Linked DNA regions of Rattus norvegicus: region 2 is linked to region 1. A link is a contact called in public Hi-C data. All regions are on one chromosome and are shown on one strand. The core of a region is the stretch at or near the end of the contact, and the rest is flanking DNA. Distances in the headings are between cores, read along the strand shown. Region 1 overlaps Zmynd8 (zinc finger, MYND-type containing 8). Region 2 holds the start of Zmynd8 (zinc finger, MYND-type containing 8).

Region 1 (5,240 bases), core at 1,955-4,454:
CCCACGGGTAATGCATGCATGCATGTGGTGTACGCATCAACTTACATACATGCACTCAGATGTCTGTGTGCATAAGCACTTTTAAAGTAAGCCTTAAACATTAGAAAGAAGGAGTTAGTGTCTGGCCTCAAATGTTGCTCCTGACTTGAGAAGCATCTGAATCATGGAGCAAACAGGGAAAGCCTTTCCCTCCTCTAGAATTGGAGCTGGGACAGCAATCAGACACATGGCCACTAGGCCAGCGCACAACAAATTTGAGATTTGGTAAATATTAAATCTATTTTACCATAGGGACTAGCAGTCTGCCTGGCCTACTAGCCAGGTAGGCAGTCTTCCCTTCCCCTGGGGCTGTTGCCAGGGTGATCATTGTTACTGCCACAGGACAGCAACAAACAGAAGCCAGACAAAGTGCTTGCTGTGTGCAGAAGTGAGAATAAGCGAGCCATGTGTACACCTGTGTTTGTGCAGAAAGGGCACGTGTGCACATTTGCATGCACATGTGTGGTGACTTTATGTACTCCCTACAGTTTGCTTGTTTCAGTTTTGAGGCAGGGCCTCTCCTCAGTCTGGAACACCCCCAGAGCAGACTAGGCTGGCTGGTGGGGAGCCCGAGGGACCCGGTGGCCTCCTGCCTACCACTGGGGTTACAAGCAAACACACACCACCACACCTCAAATTCTTACATGGCTTCCAAGCAGTGAATCAGGTCCCCATGCCCACAAGAAAAGCCCTTTATTGAGACATCAAGCCCCAAATGAGGCATCTTTAAGCAGAATCGCTACTACAAGAACATTTTAAATAATTCATTCACTGCTGTTTGTGGTAGCTTAAAAAAGATTCAGGGCAAGGACCGCCCCTGGGGATAGAAACCAAGGCTTCTCTAGCTGTGCACTCAGTAATAAACAAAGAGGTAATAGCAGGACTCTGCTTGGGCCTTTAGAGAGATGAGGAGGTCCAAGCATGAAGGGCAACAGAAGCCCAAACAAAACAAAGGTTCAACAGCGCACAGAGCAACCCAGTGCGCCATGGTTCCTCTAAGCTCAAGTTTAAAAACTAAAAACGCAGGCTAACTATGACTCAGTTGAGTTAAGACAGTTGCCATCAGTTAGGACCTGAGGTGCCTTCTGGGAGCCACATGATGGAGAGGACTGGTTCTCATAGGTTTGTATTCCGACGACGCCACATGGACCAATGACAAATTCACACAATTCAGGCACACACAATGGATCAAAGCATGGTGAAAAAAATTCAGGTCAGCTGTGGTGGCACTCTGATGGCAGACTCTGTGAGTTCAAATCTAGCCTAGGGTTGTGGAGGCGACTCAGCAGTTGACAGCACCTGCTTGCTGCTCTTGCAGAGGGCCCAGGCCTGCTTTCCCAGCACCCACATGGTAGCTCACAGCCATCCGTAACTCCAGTTCTAGAGGACCCTGACGCCTTGCTCTGGCCTCTGCAGGCAAAACAGCGTGCATAGGCGCAGGCAAAACACCCAGACTCATTAAAATAAATAAATCTTGAATTATTTTAAAGCCAACCTGGGGTTTATCGTGAGTTCCAGGCCAGTCAGGGCTACAGAGTGAGGCCTCCCTGTTGCTGCCTCAAAAAACAATAAATGAGTGAACCCCAAACAGAGCCACAGCTGCACACAGCCCAGGACTCCACTCCCCCTCTGATTAAAAAGAAAAGGGTGAGGCTATTGCTTGCCAATTTTTGTGTGTATTTGTCATGATGTGTGCACATGTGTATTTGTCACAGTATTTTATCACAACCACAGAAGCATGCTAGAAGACAGGACACACACGATAAAAAGTCATTACATAAAAAGGCTGGACAGTTGGCAATGAAGTGTTTGTGTGAAGCTTCTCCTGCTGTAGCAGCAACTGGGCTTTTAACAAAACACAAACCAGCCATGCTAGCCCAGGCCTCCAATCAAAGGTCACCTGGGGTCACCACCAGGATGGCTCAGCGGGTAAAGGCACTTCCCGGCAAGCCTGATGACTTGAGTTTAATACATGCTGGTGAGAAATGACTCCAGCAAGATGTCCTCTGACCTCCACACTAATGCAGAAGTGTGCATACACGCACACACACATCCCAAGTGCAACTGCCACCCGTGGAGGTGTGTCTCACCGGCACACCAGAGCACACACTCAGAGCAGGTCAAGATGACGCAGGATCTTTGCTGTCCCTCGACCCCATCGCCTGTCAATCAGTCTGTTCCCTTCATGACTGGGTAAGTGCCTGAGGTTCAACTTAATGGCATGCCGTGTAACTCCTCAGGAGAGCTGGCCATGGGAGGGAGGGTTAGTTAGTGACTTAGTATTTGTCATGGACAGCCATTTTATGACAACTATTGATTTCACAATAAAGTGGAGTCTGTGGAAACCTTTTCATGTCTCCCTGACTGCAACCCCCACGGTGGGAAGCACCATTAGCTCAGGAGGGTCTGTGGGCTCAGGACGGTGCCATAATACACTTAGCATTCTCGGCGGGGTCTCTAGGAAACAGTTAGCAAACGCTGAAGGCTGATGAAACCCGCCTGCCCAAGTGGCCCATGGTGGGGTGGGGTGGGGGTTTCGAAACCACTTTGTGAAAGGCAGGGGGAATCCAGGGCTGTGGCAGCTACAGGCTCCCTGTGGAATAGAGGACAGCTTGGAAGCTGAATCTGCTCGTGGGGGTAATGGACAAAGGATGAGTCTTCTAAAGAAAATTACAGTCTTGGGGCCAGTGAGATGGCACAGTCATTGAACCTGATGGCCTGGGTTCGATCCCCTAGAACACACAGGGTAGAGGCAGAGTCCTGACCTCCCCAAGCTGTTCTCTGACCTTCATGCACACACGCGCGCACGCACACACACATACACACAGAGGCTTCACAGTTTTAATCCAAGCACCAGGGAGACAGACAGGCAGATCTCTGTGAGTTTAAGAACAGTGACACCCAGTTACAAAAAAGAGACAGAATGAGGCTCTAAATTCTCATACGTACACATAAAGGGCACTCTGAAGTCTGAAAGCCGCCTACACGTTTTTTCTACTTTAGAGCATGGGAACATTTATGACATTTTGGAGGGACCCCAGCCTGATCCCGACTGTGCTATCCCTGACTATGGTGGTGGGCGTCTGAATGAATATACCCATCCTCCTCTCCCTGCACTGACATCACGCTGACAGCAGAGGGCGGGAGGGAGCAGGAGGAGGAAGCCGGTAGGCTTCAGGGTCTGACTGTGAGGATCCGCCACGTGACAGAGTCCCTTCTGATCCTTGTCGTCTACAGGGAAAGCTGGCAAACCAGAACCTCTGAGCCTCTGGGCCCAATCTGTTCCTTGTCCCTGTGTGGCCTGCTATTTAAGAAGGGGTGGGACACAAAAAATTTCAACGGTTCTTTTCTGTATAGAGTGTTTTTCTTGCATCTGTCTGTGCCCCACGTGCATGCCCAAGGTCAGATGAGGGCGTCAAATCCCAATCCCCTGGAACTGGAGTTATAGATGGTCAGGAGCCATGTGGGTGAGGGGAATTAAGTTCCCTGCAAGAGCAGCCGGCGCTCCTAACCACTGAGCTGTCTCTCCAGCCCCACTCTAGTTCTTAGAGCATGCACTTAAGAAGAAATTCAAGCTTCAGTACCCACTAGCCAACACCAGTTACGCTTTATTGAAACTCGGCTATTAATGTCCAGAACTGCAGCCATGACCAAAATACAGAACTGCCCCCTGCGTGTCTACTGTGGGCACTCGGTAAGGGATACTAATTTGTGAGAGTAAGATAATCTGATGTCACCCCCTTCTCTCTTTGTTGGGGGTTTGGTTTTTTGTTGTTTTTTTAGTGGTTTTGAGACAAGAGCTCATGAAGTCAAGGCAGCCCTCGGGCTCCTAATCCCCCTGCCCCTACCTCCCAAATGCTGGGGTTACCACACTGGCCCCTGCTCTCACCGCAGCTCCTTCTATGGCCACCTTACGGGATTAGCAAGTGTCAAGCATGGTGGGGGGGTGGGGGTGGGGAGTAGGTTGTGTATTTTTAGAATAGGGACTTTGAAGTCTAAGTTCTCGTCTTTAAAAAAAAATTGCCAGTGAACAAGGAATTTTTGCCGCAAAGCTCGACGCCACGGTCCCACCCAAGGGAAGACAGACACTAAATTAAAACAGCACAACCATTCTCATATTCCTATAAAAACTCTATTTTTTTTTTTTTTTGAAGTTCGGAACAAGAGAGCGAGGGGGAGCTTGCACAGGGACACACTTTTATTTTATGACGTGCTCACTTCAAGCAGGTTTTAATGGGCAGCTCGGTGAGGTGCACCTGTCATCCCAGCACACGGAAGACGGAGCAGGAGGATCCTCCTGACCAAACCAGTCTGGGCCATCACTTAAGTCACCCCTTCATTGCATCTCTTCTCAGATCCTTGGAGACGGCACATTAGAGATCACCAGGAAACATAACTCCAGTCAACACTGCCCTGGTCACTGCTCTTGTCCTACTGTGGGTTCTGACTCATTCTGTTCCCAACCGAGCCTACACACAGCAGGGCCTCCGTGTGTAGCCAGTAACGGTTGCCATGGTAAAGGTGAGGAGACTAAGGCATAATAAACACATTAAATATGTTCCCCAAAGCCACATGGGCTGAGTGGGACTCCTACAATTATAGACAGTGACCTTGAAGGAGGTCTGGTAACTGGGCGGGGGACCCATTTTGACCTTGATTTGCTTAACATCTAAGTTAAGCCTAACACAGAGGTATCAAAAACTAAACTTTCAACTACAGCGTAGTCACAGGGCACTGTTCTGAAGAGCCAAGAGGCTCTGACATTGGACGAAAGCCCCTCAGGGTTTGTGGCCAGTTCCACCCACGTCTAAGAATGGCCGCCGCTGGCCTTCGGATACAGCCCTCATCTCTGGGGTCTGGCGGTGCCTGCCTGCTTGCACCTACGGTTGAGGCATCCAAGGACGCCAGAATGCACCAAGCGGCCTCCTACCCAACTCTCCCAACTGGGGCTGACCTGTGCTCTTATCAAGGAAGTCCATGGACTCTTCGCTTGCGCTGAAGTGGCTGGATGGGGCCTTCTTCTCGGGGTCCTGCTCCACATCGGAGCCCGTGTGCACAGAGGAGTTCGTGCTGGTGGGGGAGCGAGGCATGTCGGACAGGGAGATCCTGCGGCCCGCGCCCCCGCTCAGAAGGGGCTTGCTCAGAATGATCTTGGGGGACGCCGTCATGTCAAAATTGAGCTTCACCTTCTCCTGTTTGTC
Region 2 (5,185 bases), core at 1,718-4,217, 60 kb after region 1:
ATGGTGGCCAACGTCACTGACTGCTAAGGTCTGAGAGCTAAGGTTCCTCTAGCACTGGGCTCAGGGAGTTTCAAGGTGACAGCTTTTCAGCTCCTAGGGAGAAAGAAGGGCACCATGCCCAAGGCTGAGCCGGGCAAGGCCGGGCCACTGGCTGGGAGCCGGCCTGCAGGTAGGTGATCCGGGTAGGAAGGGCCTGGCTGGCAGCATGCTGGCTGCAGAGCTGGCAGGGCCTCCCTGTTTGTCTGGAAGGAAAACAGAACCCAAGGGGGGGGAAGGGCAGCCAGAGCCCAGCAACCTGAGGCCAAGGGTAAGTCCAGAGTTGCTTTTGCATTTGAAGAACATCCTTGAAGACTTCTAAACCCACCACTGCCTTCTACATCTGAGCCATGGAGAGGGGCCCCTTGAATGTGTCTTTCTTCTCAGGGTCAACCAGAGGCAAAGAGATCCACGGGCTGGCAAACGGGTGCCTCGGTCAGAGGAGCCACAAGGGGAAAGAAAGCAAACAGAAACAAAAGAGATCACACATTTGACTAGGTTGGACTTCCCAAACATAGCCTGCCTCCAGGGTTACCAGCCTTCTAAAATGACACCAACACACACACACACACACACACACACACACACACACACACACACACACCCCTTTTCCTTAAGACCTGCACTGCCTCTCTGGAAGAAAGAGGGAAGGCTATTGTTTTATCCCTAATTTATAATCCAAGGGACCTCGTGCTTTCTGACTCAAATCTTTGAGCGTCGTTGATTATAAAAGTAACTAGACTTGGCTGTAACATTTCTGCAACGTTCTCCCTCTACAATTAGAAGAAGAAAAAAAAAAGAACCCTGAAGAAAGTTTACTGAGTGATTATATGTAATTAATTCCTAGTTAAGACTGAGCACTGGCCATTTTCTGTAGCTAATAAAAGCAGATGCTCCCCTCCCCCACATGAAAGCCACTTCATCTCCCGAAGGAGAATGGTGTACCCATCTTGGAAGGTCTTAAACGGGAGAGAGGGTGGGGAGAAGGCTGGGAGATGAGAGGGAGGGAGTCACTGGAGAGAGAGAGAGAGAGAGAGAGAGAGAGAGAGAGAGAGAGAGAGAGAGAAGAGGAGGAAGAGGAGAGAGGGAGAAAGGATGGAAGAAAAGGCGGAGGGAGGGAGAATGGGATGGAGGGAAAGAGGGAGGGGAGAGAGAAAGAGAGGAAGGAGAGGGGGAGGGGAGAGAGAGGGAGAGGAGGAGCAGGGAGAGAGAGAGAGGTGGAGAGAGAGAGAGATCAAAAGCACCAGTGTCTGTATCTGTTCCTTTGCAGCTGTGAATCCTCTTTGGGGACCAAGGAAGCAGGAGGAAAAAGGAAAACAGCCCATCAGTTTGTTTTCGCCTCTGCAATTTGCACAAAGTGTTGAACCTTCCACCTAGATGAGGGAAAGCAAGGTGGGGGATGGGAGAGTCCTAGGGGTGGAATGCAGGCGACTCCTCAGCTTGGCCACCTGCTTTTCCTAAAAGGAACAACAACAACAACAACAAATGGTAGAAATTTCCAGAAGTCCTACACTCAGGCCACTGCAAATGCCAATCTTTAACCTTTCCCCTAAATCTACTGGTTTAAGAGTACAGGAAGAAGAGGGAACCCCGTTGGGCTAGTCTGTGGGCCAGCACCGAGATCCCACCGGGTCCAACTGCAATGCAGACTTTTTTTTTTTTTTTAAATTCTCCCTTTAGTAACTGGGAAAGTATGCTACTTCAAAAGCAATTAACTTTTTACCAACCCCAGGCCTGGTGGTAGCCACGAAGAGAAGCAGCCAGCTTGAGCCAGGGCTGGGAAATTGGCTGGGGTTCGCATTCACAAACAGATCCTGCCTTCCCAAACCTGTAGGAGCCATTTTAATTTGAGCTTCTAAAGGACAAACACTTTGCCCTCAAGTCTCCTTTCAGCCCAAGAAGTTACGCAAAGGCAGAGAGAGGCAAACCAGGAGGCTGGTGATTAGCCACTGGGTCTGCAGAGGGCCTCAAGAAACTGAGTTCGTAACTTCCATTTACAGCCGGGAGATAAGTTAAGAAGAAAAGAGTACCAGAACTTGTGTGAGGCTGAGGCACTGTTTCAAGAACACCATACCCCATCTGCGTCTGACTGGGAGACGCCAGCCCCCCTCACAGACTGCCCAGTTGATAATCTAGTCCGTCTCTCTTTACTAAGTGAAGCTTTTTCAACTGGTGTCAAAGGTTCAGTAGCTTGAACACTAAAAGAAAAGTCTGTGAGAGTCTGTGAAGCTTGGCCTAGGATGGTCACTGCGCACAGAGGCAGCACCTCCATGCTGCCTGGCTGGGTCTCAAAGCAGGAAATACATGTGGTGAGCTTCCAGGTGGGCCCTGAAGGTTAGGGTTTTAAAATTCTAGCTACAGCCTCAAAAGTGGAGCTAACGCAAAGCCAGCATGCACAGAGAGGTGTGGACCAGACTTTGGGAGGGGGGGAGGCTGTATCTGGCAGCCAGTGAGTCCTAAACCAAGCCTCGTTTGGAAGTGAATAGGCCTCTGTACTAGATGCAAACACCCGTAAAACTTACACACATGAAAACACAAGTCGCACAAGCAGGCCCAGGCCCCATGTGTAGGGCTCTGGAACCCTTAAGAACAAACAGCTTTTGCTCACAGTTCACAAACAGATCACCTACCCAAGAGTTCAGGAGAGCCAAACACAATTCAAGGTCTAGCTGCAAGTCACAACGAACCCAGTAATTCCCCACCCACCCCCCCCAGCTGAGGGTAAACAGGAAGTGAGGTCTTTAATCCTAACTGCAGATCAGAAGGAACAACAGTGGATTCAAGCCATCACCTCAACTCAGGACACTCTCTAGAAACCACCACTCCCCTCCCACCTTACCACAGACCCCAGAGGTTCACCAAACTCTTGGTACACGCTCGCAGAGGAGGTGGACTGCTTTACTTACCCAACACACGTTCAAGCAACCGTCTCACTTTTCCCCAGTTAGGAGGAGAGGGCAGGCTGGCAGATTTGGGACTTGATCAAAAAGGAAATTTTTCTTTTTTTTTTTTTTTTGTAAAACAGTTACATGGTATTATTAAAAACACGCACCACCACCACCACCACCACCACCACCACAACACAACCCAGCAACTAGATATGGGATGTTGTCATGGGCCTCAGGTATGATCCACATCCTCTATACTGGATCAGAGGACAGAAGATGATATAATGTTTTAAAAGGGAGGGGGGACAGGGGGACAAGGATAAAAGAAACATTAGCCCATGGAAAATCATGCAAGAGTACAAAACTAAAGGAGTCAGAGTCCTCACAGATCTTCCCCCCCCCCCTTGCAGGATGTTATTCAAAATCTCTCCCCATCCCCACTCCCACCCCACCCCACCTCCCCAGGCACCATGCCTACTCTAAAAACTCCCTCAGAGGTTAGGAAACACTTTCAGAACCATTTGCTGGCTGTAGGCTGACTTGAAGAACACTCTGTACCAAGCTAAGTCAGGGGGGAGAGAGAAAGGCTGAACAATGTTGTTGCAAGTGCAAAGCTCTGGAGAGGAAGAGAACAGTCCACACAACACCACCCACCTAGGCCCAGGAGCCAGCTTGGCTCCCTGGGTTTTTGCTCAGGCCTGGGTTCTGTTGCAAACACGCATCCTCTCTTGTCAGAACTTAGCCCAGCCTTTCCCAGAACCTCTCTGGAGATGCAGGCTTGCTTGCCCTGATTATCTGCCACAGGCAGTCCTGAACTGTGCTGGGGAGAAGACCTTCTGGCTTACCTTCCATTTTCTTCCCCCAGCAGGCATGTGACATACAACAGACAACAGTGCAGGGGAGAGGACTGCTCAGAGAGAGAGGGAGAGAGGGGTAGAGGAAGGAAGGGAAAATAAAATAAAAGAAAAGAAGGGGGAATGATAGCTTCTCTTGGCATACCAGGATCTAGCTTCAAACTATTCCAGAAATTCTTTGTCCTGGTCAGAATAAAGGTGTTCCAGGCCCTCACCAGTCTGTAAAATCAAGCTATGGCTAATGGCTACTTAGCCATGTGACCCAAAAAGGAAAAAAAAAATCTCTCTAAACAGTCCCAAGTTAACCTAAGTGCTCTGGGGGGGTGAGTGTGGCAGAGCCAGGCTACAGAGAAATCACACTGCTACTCCACGACTCGGATGACTCAGAGGGAGGGGTAAAAGATGGTTAAAAAGCCGAGCTTACCTCTGTGGATGCATTGTTAACTGTGTAATGTCAATACTTATAAAACATGGAGGACAGGCTCCTAGTTCTCACAGAAAAAGGGTTTGGCACTTCGGCTGATGATCTGGCCGCCTAATAAAAGCTCATCCCCGATTGGCTGGCCCGGCAAATCGGAGTGTAAAGCCGCCGCCGATTGGCTGAAACACTTCCTGAGCGATTATCTTTGTGAGGCTCGGGTGAGCAAGAGCCATCCTGTGCATAGAAAAAGACAGGCTAAGCTAGGCCTTTTGCAGGAAGAAAAACTTGGGAAAGGGGCCTCCACAAGCACTTCTCCCACCCCCTGGCTAGATTCCCCAGTCCAGGCAAACCCGTGCAGCCAGCCTGACCTGCTCCAGCCAAGCCTGAGGCCAGCATGCCACTGGAAAGAGCCCTTTTGGGGTGGGCTGGACGACTCATCCACACCTGCCCCCACACAGAAGTCCTTTTCTAAGGAGGCAAGCAGGCCGTTTTATAGAACAAGCCAGCTTGAGTGGGTCTCAAAGGAGAAAGTCGAGCTAAGGGGTGGAGAGCCCCAGGGAGACAGGAGCAATAGGGACAAGGCCAGACGCAGGCCTCTGAGGGGGTGAGGGGGGGAACAGGCAGCCCAAGGGAGGCCCCCAACAAATCATCAAGGGGTGCCCAGGTTCCTGAGAGCTGAGAGGCGCCGCTGCTGTGGGGAGGAGTGGTCAAGTTTGCCTAGTCATGGTCAAAGTGCCTGTTGGAAAGGGCAGGCCCACAGAGCCATTTGCAAAGCTGGGAGACCTATAACCTCACACCACCCCCCTCAGCCAGTCCTCAAAGAAAAAACCAAAAAGCTCTCTGTCAAGATGACAAGGGGGGGGGGGGACCCTCTCCAGGCTTACCCTAAGAAAAGCCAAATGCGTTGCTAGCAGGCCACATGCCTCCATCTAAGACTTCCCTTCCCAGCTCCCTCCCCCACCGATGAGGCCTGCTAAACCTGTCAG

What was found. A called contact is a pair of places that touch in the nucleus more often than the background predicts.
Region 2: a Hi-C map of Schwann cells shows a contact between it and region 1, with 2.2 times the contacts expected there. The contact joins the promoter of Zmynd8 here to the enhancer-like site in region 1. A contact is called at or near these places in 5 of 12 Hi-C or Micro-C datasets (Schwann cells, hepatocytes, kidney and 2 more) and 1 of 1 datasets of contacts at active chromatin or transcription factors (oligodendrocytes).

The regions. Positions count from the first base shown.
Region 1 is chr3:174,983,632-174,988,871 of GRCr8, forward strand. Zmynd8 (zinc finger, MYND-type containing 8) reads right to left here. Exons shown (of 22, transcript NM_001100838.1): 11 at 4,994-5,240. Among named protein-coding and RNA genes, the nearest start is that of Zmynd8, 60 kb to the right of the region's middle. Within about 2 kb of position 3,205, at least 39 of the 93 cell types and tissues checked have an H3K27ac peak or open chromatin away from gene starts, as enhancers often do. A contact at or near this core is called in Schwann cells, where this site is marked.
Region 2 is chr3:175,043,470-175,048,654 of GRCr8, forward strand. Zmynd8 (zinc finger, MYND-type containing 8) reads right to left here and starts at 2,968. Exons shown (of 22, transcript NM_001100838.1): 1 at 2,943-2,968.